Linked DNA regions of Zea mays: region 1 is linked to region 2. A link is a contact called in public Hi-C data. All regions are on one chromosome and are shown on one strand. The core of a region is the stretch at or near the end of the contact, and the rest is flanking DNA. Distances in the headings are between cores, read along the strand shown. Region 1 holds the start of LOC100282704 (SEC14-like protein 1). Region 2 holds the start of LOC100192097.

Region 1 (5,326 bases), core at 2,251-4,750, 410 kb after region 2:
AACACCAACTGCAAATACAGGAATGCCCTACAATAGAAGGAAAGTGGACTATTAGAAAACTTTGAATAGTTTATGCAACAATAACTTAGTTACAGACTAGATGTGAACACTTTTATGGCATAAACAGCATTGAACTCATTGTTAAAGCACAAAAGATGAAAATGTCTAAGTGCAAAATTCAAACCCAGGGCTGTTCAAAAAAACAATGCTAAATTAAGATGAATACAGAAAGCATGAAAAGTAAATTATTATAACTCGTGTGAGACAGCTGTACCTCTTTGGAGTATCCTGATAACCCAATAAGCTGTGTATCACGAATTGATCTATACAAATCTACTGGGATAATAGGTTTCTGCAATTTTCCAGCACAAACAGATATCACAATAAGTTTAAATATGTGCAGAACGTCCTAACACTATAGTCAAAAGCCAAGGTTGTTCTAGGACTGAGAGACTACTTACCTCCAATATACTATCGATTTCATTTTGCATCCTCCAATTCAAAGAATCTTCAAGCTAGCAAAAGAAATTTTCCCCGGGTAATGTAACATTTACTTTAGGCCTTTAGGGTTCATCAATATGAAAATTGAAAAGGAAAACTGCAGTGTTAACAATCACCATCCTGTGAGCCTTATTCACATGCCACTCTCTAGCTTTAAGGAAACGCAATAATGTCTCTGTTGGGTAGCCCTGATGCACATTCTGAAAAATAAAAGGAAAATGTGAGAGCTCAAAGACAATCTCCCTAGGATAATAGGAAAAACTATTTACCTACAAAAAATTGTATTTTTCAAAATTCAAAACAACCACATATACTCATGGTTCTTTCTAAGGCCAAGGGTACTGGTACTGGTAACCGTAGAAGAGCAGGTCTGGTGCAGAAAAGCAGGCTAGTGTAGTGGTGAGAGCTATCTCACTGAGTCACCAGGTCATGGGTTCAAAACAGCCTCTCCACATTTGCTGAAGGAAGGCTTGCCTCAGATTATCCCTTTCCTAAACCCCATTCATGTGGGAGCCTCACTCACTGGATCTGCTCTTTTTTAAGGTACTGGTATCACAGATTCTTAACTTGGTTGTTTAAATGATATGTACTGCAGGAGCTTCTTAACCCTTTTTTTCAAGTTGGTCTAAAACAAGGTGGGCAGGTGGTTTTCAAAGATACCCACCACCAGGAAACTTGCATGGCATTATGACAAGTAGTACAATAGAAACAATTCACAAGTAGGGCCACAGGGGTAGACATGAAGAATCAGATACTAGTGTGACCTTAGTGCTTGAATTTTGTCAAACATAGCTGACTCAAGTGGTAAGGCATAAGTTTATCATCTTTTCAACTTTATCATATTCTCCACTGCAGAATCTTATCCCTCAAAATTCAGTTTTATTATCAATGAAGAAGTTGAAATTCTTTTCCATGCTAAGGTTGCGAAGTATACTGCACATAGTATGTTTATGGTGTGTATCTATAAAGCCTACACACACTCAATGAGTCAGCGTTCAAGAAGATAAGAGAAGGGATTTGCAATCTTTTAAGCAACTAAATGTAATATAGTAATTTTCCCTAAGATGGGGACTTCTCAAGTTGATTATAGTTTTTTTGTGTAGTTTCAGAAACTGGATAGTATCAACTGACTGGTGCATGCAATTGAACTCAATAAAATAGGCTATCTAATCCTAATTAACCTTTTCAGATCAGGGATTGACATTAATTGGCCTATCACCACCTCATCCCTAACAATCACAACTCAGTAAAAGAATACAGAATGGGAACGTCCATCTAAAATCATGGGATGATCCTGTAACAGACCAATCAACCTAGAATGTGGTAATCCCTCAAACGAAGCATCCTGCGAGAAACTTGTCTACCATTCCATTTTTAAGGAAAGTTATAGTCGCTTGCACTTATACTTTGCTTGCCTCATGTTATTGAGGCAATAATTCTGTTGCAACTTGCAAGTGGCACTTTCTTTTGATTCTCACTCCACCAGGCACCAGCCAAGAGGTTCTGCTGGGAATTATTTGGCATCTCCTACTCAGCACAGAGTGTGCAGATAAGCCTAGCCTTTAGAGAGGATTTCAGATGGAAATGTTATCCTGCAAACTAAAATTAACTGGTAAAATGACAGAATAAAACAAAGGAAGTCAATTCATAAGTGCCGGATGCATAGGATGCCTACCAGCATGTGTCTGCACACTGGGATGATAAGTGTCAAGTGCCATTATATTAACGAAGTAAAGAGCAAAAGGTGAAATCATTCTATAAAATAGTTCTCAACAACCAAAAGACAGCTCCATTGACAAGCAACCAAACACGAGGAAAGGTGCTGAGGTATGCATTACTACCAACATATCAGAAGGCTGGAGGAGACCAAAAATATCGCTGTCCACTAGTTGATATAGTGGATCTGAGATCAGAATATTCCTCGACACATCCTTCGTGGAAAGCATCACTGCTTCCACCTCTCAGCCCCCGTCGTCAAACTACTCAAAATTACCCCAGGGATCCCAAACGTGTGGCTTAGATCAAAGAACAAAGTAACATTTTGCAGGGAATCAGCAAGTCCGTCAACTTTCACAACTGTGAATTTATCCTTAGATCCGTATTCATGTTGGTTCAGCTGTGTCAGTGTCAATTGACTACGCATTAGTGAAAAGTGAAAACAAAAGCTCAGGCATGAACTGGCTGGTCCAAATCAGACATCAGTACAAGTAGTCTAGTACCAGCAATCTAGCAAACGCCCAGTCTCACTTAGCCACTTGATCATCTAAGTCAGACTAGTCACTCAAACTGTTGACCTGATCTAAGCAAAGGCTCTGTCTGATCCAAATCGAAATGCAGACTAAATACAACACACACGCCCATGCTTGACACTTCGACAGAAGAATCGATATGAAGGTAAAAAGAGAGAGACGCATAGATCCATACCTCAAATGTCTTCTTCAGCGGCGCGTCCACTGCAAGAATCCAAGCCAGTAGCCAGAGAAAGCAGCGTTACGACATTATTGGAAGCAGACGAGCCCACACAAACCCCGGAACCGAAAAATCCGAGAGATAAACCCAAGTCCGAGCCGGGCGGCCGCTCCGACAACAAAAAAAAAGAAATTCAAACTTTACCGGTGATCTGGAGCGAAAACTCTCACCTTGGTCCAGGAGGCCAGCGAGCTGCTGGACGGCGCTGGCTTCGGCTGCCATTGCCGCCGCTGGATATCCGGAGCTCGGCCCGAAAGTGAGGACTGAGGACTGACGAGGCGGGCGCGGCCTGGTTTTGGTTTGACGATTTGGCGCGGATTTATGTGCGCCGTCAAGAGGGAAAAAAGATTGGCGCGGCGCGGGGGCGAGTAGGGAGGGAAAGTCGGAAAGAGGGAGGAAGAGGGGAGCGGAGGTCGCCTCCAACTCGGAGTCGTGTTGGCCGGCCTGCTGTAGTGCTGTGGCCCTTTGGTCGGTTGGCCTACAGGCGACCTGTCCTCAACAACATGGGCTACTGCTATTCTGCTGCCTTGCTAAACAGCTGAAGTGTGGAGTGTGGACTAGGGCAGGGCTGCATTTCCTTTTTATTTTTATAAAAAGCAGTTGATTAGTGCTTTCATGTGCTTCTCGTTTCATGTATTGGTATTACTTTTTGCCACGGTGTTACATCTTCTTTAGGAGTATCTTTCTTATTAGCTTTTTTTAAATTTGGGAAGCGTTGATGGTCCCTTTGGGCACCGGAATTTAATAGGTTTGTTGTGATAATATCTAGCAGTCTGCGGTAAGCCGGTAACATATATGGACGTTGCGGTAACCGGACAACTGACGTGTGAGTCTGGTCCCACACGACAACCGTCGGATGTTATGACAGAGGAGCCGTTTGCGTAGCATATGCCTTTCTTCTATGATTTTTTTTAAGTAATCCACACTTATGTAATTTCTCAAAATCTTATTTTGGAATTAGAAAAACTCCACGAAGTAATTTAAGTTAAAGTGTGTATTCCTTTCTTTATAAAGCATATTTCCCTAAAAAGGTACTATCATAACTTTGGTAATTCAAAAAAAATCCCAAATTTTGAAACTTGAATCTAATTTGAAACTCGGGAAAATAAATAGTAGAAAGAGACTATTGATATGTTCTCCTCATAAACTATAAATACATATTTATATAATTTAATTAACTCTTAATAGGAAGTATACATTACCTCCTTTTAAAATAAATAGATAATGAATAATGAATTTCTACACCTTCTTTTTGGAAGACACATCAAAAGATTATTTCTTAAAATAAAATCCTTCGTTAGATGTGATGTATATTAAGGAGCATTTATTTAAATGAATAAAATAATAAATAAATATTTAAATAAAGTTGCATCATGCTGGATATTTTGATTGTTGCATGATAACTTGGACCCGAAGTTTGAATTAAAAAATTAAATCTGGAATTTGAAAATGGGAAATAAAATCAGAAAAATAGAAAATGGGATTAGAAAAGATAAAAGTTTTACGTGACTACGATATCGGCCAAATTCATGCCCACGTAGCCCAGGCGCTTGCTTCCTGCCAGCCCAGTGGCTTCATCATTCAAGTGACCGCCAGGTGGGGCCCTCTCCTTAGCATTTCTGTCGCACACGCGCTCATCGGGTTAACTCGCTGGAAGGTGGGCCCCGTCCGTCAGACATATCTCCTTCCTCCCGTCTGTTTCTCAACCGAAGGCGTGGAGCTCGCCGCGTATGACGGATCAGCCAAACGAGTTCACCTCGGACTCTTCATCTGTGCCTATATATGTGACTCGAGCACCGCACCCCCCCCCATGAACCAATAGGGCGAGCACAACCAGGGAGTTGAGGTAACCGAGAGCATCCATGGGAGGGAGAATAGGTCCGCCGCGGGGGAAATCACCAGCGCGCTGGCGCTAATGCCTCGGATGGTGCATAGGGAGCTTCTCTAGATTGCCAGGAACCTGGGTGTGGTGGTGGCGGGCGCTGCGATGACCCGGTGGCTCGGTAATTGCTCGCCATCGCCGGGGATCCGCGCTCCGCCATGGCTAGACTGGTCATCACAACAATCAACGGTGAGACACACCTATCCAGTCCGCGATCGACTGAGCTTCGTGCAACACCTATCCTTAGTAGATGAAGGGGCCTAGAACGCCTGGACACCTCACTCCGGCGAGGCCTCCATCGTGCACTGCAGTCAGCACCGTCGTGGGCAACGCCGGAGGTAGGAGATGAGCCGATGACCGTTGATCTGGACGGGAGCGGCCACAATTAGATTAATGGGAGAAGAGTTGTGGGATGTTGTATCGTAGATGTGCGGTGTTGGGGGCCTTCGGCTTCCGAAGGTCCTCAAAAACAGT
Region 2 (4,972 bases), core at 1,299-3,798:
ACATACAGATAAAATCAAACAATATATTCAATGTTGCATCAAGCAATATCACTTCCATAGTAATATGAAAATAGAATAAGAGCACAAACCTTTGATTTTGCCTGCAAGTTGCTTTTCTCTAGTTCCTGTGCATGAATCTTCTCCTCGAGCTTTGAGTAGAACTATATCATTGCAGGATAGTGTAAGCAAAGGAATGATGCCCATAAGTTCTTAAACTAAACCAGTGCTAAGTTATCTATAATGAGTTACCTCTCTTCGTTTTTCAGCTCTCTCATCACACTTAAAACTAAATCCATATGAAGGAGTGCTGCCAACCCTTTGAGGTTTCACACTTTCATTTGATTCTTCTTCAATATCCTTTTTGACAGAATGTTGGTTTGATGCCTTCTGAGTTTTTTTCTTCTCACTGTATTTGAATGAAGCACATTATATATTTATATTGCAAGAAACTCTTTTATATCTAAGTGTGCTAGGTAAGAGATAAATTTACGAGAAAAAAGTATTTAGGATATGACTTGGTTGAAAAAAAATATGTGTAGAAACTAATGTTAAGGTTGGTTTCACAGTGCAGTTTCAATTATCACAAGATGGAAGCCAAAGCAAACATAGTTTCCAAAATGGTAAATGCAAAGAACAAATTAAAAAATACTTTGTAACTAAAAAATGTTTGTGGCACAAACAACAATGAATGTTCAAATAAATAAGATGGACCCAAGGAGGAAACACTCTTTTGCATATTTAACAGAACAGACACTTTAAAAATCATTAAATCATGCTATACCTATACTCTTATGCTACCAAAAAAATGTAGCAAACATAGTTGTGCCAGTAATTCATAGAATTTTCACACTCAAGGCAATCTGGGTAATCAAAAAACTCGACCAACCTAGAAGGAACTAGTTGTCTTTTTAATTAAGAAATAGACACACAAATTCACCCCAACGAAGACTTGACTTAGGTGGTCTGGGCATATGTCCACACCGACAACCAACTGAGCTAGGATCAGTTCCTTACAATTTGAGTAATTAGTAGGCCTGGCTTAATTGGATGCTTAGAGCACCGATTTTAAGTCCAGAATGGCAGAATCCAAATGAGAAACAGAAGCCATGAAGCAACACACTAACACAGGATCAAAAGTGTAAAACAAAGAAACAAGCAGCTTACTTTGAGTCCTCAAGTGATGGGGTCTCCTTGGCAACTGGGCGGAAACTGCTCTTTTCGGCCTTCTAATGAAAGCACCACCAACAAAAGTGTATAAGGTTCAAACTCAAACTGCAAGGTGCATAAACATTGCTACAAGTAATATAGTAGCAATCATGCATATAACTGTAAGCGTTGTAAAAGAATATAGATGGGCACATTGTAACTCATAAGCTATAACAAAAAATCAACTTACTTTCTTACTGGAACCAGCATCACCATTGCTCAAAGAGCAATCAACTAGATCTGGATCAGAAACCCGTGCAATGGGCGCCTTAGGATAAGAAGGACTAAAAGAGCTTTTCCTAGTTTGACTCTTATCCCCGCCTCGAGGGCTCTGTCGCTGAGATTTAGTACCAACCTTCATTGAATGGCCTTGAACCCCCTACAAATGAAAATGCCAAAAAAAAAAACACTTGGCTGTCAGCAGACCACCGATTGAAGTCAACAGAACTGACAATCTGTAACCGTGAAAAACCTTACCTCAGGAACTCGAGGCTTTATGTCCTGGGACTGCGAGGTGGCTTCCATTTCTACTTCTTCAGATGGGTTGATCACCTCGCTCTCGCCCGAATGGGCTCCATCAGCCAGCACATCGTGTTCTTCTGCGTGCCCCTCTACACTATCACTGGGCGGCAACTTCCCCGCGGCCCCATTGTCAAAGCCCACCGCACCAATAGCATCAGTAACCTCTGTACTAGCATCCATGTGACGCTACCGTCTCAGGATATCTTTAGGCCAGATTAAAAAGACAACACCCAAGCCACCAGCTTGCACAAGCTATCCGCAATCACCGCAGGATCATGCTATGCCGACCAGCAAATGAATCCGCGTCAAACTAGACTGAACGCAACGAAAGAAACATTTGATTCAGCGTTCACAGCAAAACTGAGAATTGCAGAATAACACGAGCAGTCAATCGAAGAAAGTAAAGGCATCTAACCTGCGAGAGAAGGAATCAGCTCCCGGCGGATCCGATCTCCGCTCCACCCCAGCGGTGCCCAGTGGGGACAAGGACGGCGAAGAATCCGACCGGAGGCGTAAGGCAGGCGAGGTCTGGGTCAAGGAAACCTGGATCTGGATCGAGCCGTGGCTCTTGAGCGCATGAAAGGAAATGGTGAAGGAAAGCAAAGGTGGCGGCTTTACCTGGCCAGGCGAAAACGATGGGGAGTGAAGAGGCTGAAGCGCGCGGGGGAGGCAAGGATTGGAGTTGGGCGCGGTGAAGGCGGGAGAGCAGCGACGGTGGCGCGCCGCCGGCGGCGGCGGCGGCGGAAGGGAGGCAGCGGGGGCCGTGCGTGGCTCGTGCTTTGTCTGGGTTTCCAGGTGGTGGTGTGGTTTCGAATTTCTACGGGGACCTTTCTGGTTTCTGCGTTCCTCCAAAGCTAACTTTATTCCCCATATTTACATTGAGCGATTAATGTACGTGACCTAATTTTTACTATAATCACACTAAGTTAAGAACAGATAGTGCAAGATGAGAAATATAAAGGGTGCATATAAAGGGTGCTACGATAAATTTGAAGAGGTCTAAGCTGCCGTCTCTCAGTCAACTATGGTTACGGAGGATCATTATCGTCATATGATATATTTATTTAATTATTTCGTATATAACTTCTATTATATAATAAAGATGTGATATTAATTTCTATAACATGAGTAATTATATGTGTGAAACTTGATCTTATCACACATGTAAGATACACCCAAGTTTGTATTAGAATACACCCAAGTTTGTATTAGAACCTAGGTCTGACAGTTACTCTAAATCTGGCTACCAAATAAGCTAAGTTGCACTCCCAAGGATTGGATAGGAGCTTGGGAAGCCTACCAAACACACCCTATATGATTCACTATGATAGTGCATGAGAAGAGTGGAGTGAATCAGGAGAGATGAAAGGGTCAAACGATGGATGATAGAGTTTGAAAAAGAAGAAAGAGTATGGTCGTCTGAACTATGTAAGGTCTTGTTCGGTTATTCCTATATCACATGGATTGGATGGGATTAGTAAAAAATTAGTAAAGATTTTGACTTGCTATGGATTGAAACTCACCAAATCCCCTCTAATACATATGGATTGGAGGGAAAACCGAATGGACCCTAAAATATAACTAGTTAGCCCCTGATAGAAAAAATCCATACTACTCAATTAAAAACCTAATGTGGGCACCTGGTGCTACCATGGCTTCACCCTCCGTGTTGACACTCTAGGTCCGCCCGCCACACCATGCAAAAAAAATAGTGTACACCGAGCACTCAAACTCATGCCCCGTACTTATAGTAATTTGAGGTTACCACCAAACTACATATACCTTAGTGTTTAGAAATAAACAATAATTATATTTGAATATATATATATATATATAACAACTGTAGCAAAACACGTGCAACTTACTAGTAAAATACTAACTATGGATGACAAAGTTAAAAGACAAAAGAGTGGTTTGAACCATATAACTGATTAGATCTGAGATAAATTTCCAAAAAAATATTGGTTCATTCTTGTAATTGATCCATAGAACACATTTCTCGATATAATATTGAGCGTTAACATGGTTTTCATTAACGTTACTAGTCTAATGCCAGTGTGTTACAACGACACATAATTATATTTAATATCCATAAAAAATAAATTTAATATCAAAACGAACATATGATTCACATATCATATATTAAAATGACAAAAACAAATATTTCATTTTATCTTAGCCAAAAGGCCGAGAAAAATATGAGTTAAAAAGAAGTCAGATCCTTTTTATAGCTCGTTCGATCGCTCGTCCTCCTTCAACTAGCGAGGTAGTACTATGTGGGAGCGCTACACTGCGTGTGGTTTCCTGTCGTGTTGAGTTTGGCTAATCACTCACGGCCCATTTGTGGTGTAACGACCCATTGCTAGACGAGGGTGAGGAATAGACCTGCACATTTCATATATGATGGACACACGAAACCGTTTCTTCAAAGGAGTAGAGAAAAGATTTATTTATTTTTATTTAAGAATTCATTTATCTATAACACTATATCCACCAGTTTAAACTTTGCAAAAACACCCAACAAAAATTGCACACAGACTTAATACATCATCAAAATCAATGGTTCATATCGTTGGATACATCTCTCTTTCTTTTACTCACTCAAATCCAATGACCGCTATTATTGAGATCATCCTTCGTCCTTTCTCCTCCACCGCGAACCTCCCTCTTGCCTCCCCTCCATGCGACCTCGTCGCCCTTTGTCAACCCTAGTGTGGATGTACCCATGACTCTTGTCATTGAAAATAATCAAGGCCACTCCTACCGCCATGACGCGCCCGTGTACCGTCATCACCTAACAAATGGGGCCCGCGTGCCAGTCACCATATGGACGCTGAAAGTCGCCTAGAGGGGGGTGAATAGGCAAATCTGAAATTTATAAAGTTTAAGCACAACTACAAGCTGGGGTTAGCGTTAGAAATATAATCGAGTCCGAAAGAGAGGGTGAAAAACAAATCACAAGCAAATAGCGAGAGTGATACAATGATTTGTTTTACCGAGGTTCGGTTCTTGCAAATCTACTCCCCGTTGAGGTGGTCACAAAGACCGGGTCTCTTTCAACCCTTTCTCTCTCTCAAACGGTCATCTAGACCGAGTGAGCTTCTCTTCTCAATCAATTGGGACACTTAGTCCCCACAAGGACCACCACACAATTGGTGTCTCTTGCTTTGATTACAAATGTCTTTGGGAACAAGAATAGAGGAAGAAGAAAAGCGATCCAAGTGTAAGAGCTCAAAAGAACACG

The links. A called contact is a pair of places that touch in the nucleus more often than the background predicts.
Region 1: a contact with region 2 is called in a Hi-C map of bundle sheath, with 2.9 times the contacts expected there. The contact joins the promoter of LOC100282704 here to the promoter of LOC100192097 in region 2. A contact is called at or near these places in 4 of 25 Hi-C or Micro-C datasets (bundle sheath, ear, leaf and 1 more).

Annotation. Positions count from the first base shown.
Region 1 is chr9:96,583,169-96,588,494 of Zm-B73-REFERENCE-NAM-5.0, forward strand. LOC100282704 (SEC14-like protein 1) reads right to left here and starts at 3,501. Exons shown (of 11, transcript NM_001155611.2): 1 at 3,141-3,501; 2 at 2,926-2,954; 3 at 618-701; 4 at 462-515; 5 at 275-352; 6 at 1-27. The coding sequence starts at 3,192.
Region 2 is chr9:96,172,329-96,177,300 of Zm-B73-REFERENCE-NAM-5.0, forward strand. It overlaps LOC100192097, which reads right to left and starts at 2,549. Exons shown (of 9, transcript NM_001137520.1): 1 at 2,347-2,549; 2 at 2,144-2,256; 3 at 1,684-2,043; 4 at 1,397-1,585; 5 at 1,165-1,226; 6 at 250-406; 7 at 90-161. The coding sequence starts at 1,908. LOC111590231 (U2 spliceosomal RNA) reads right to left here and starts at 3,928; the gene lies at 3,740-3,928.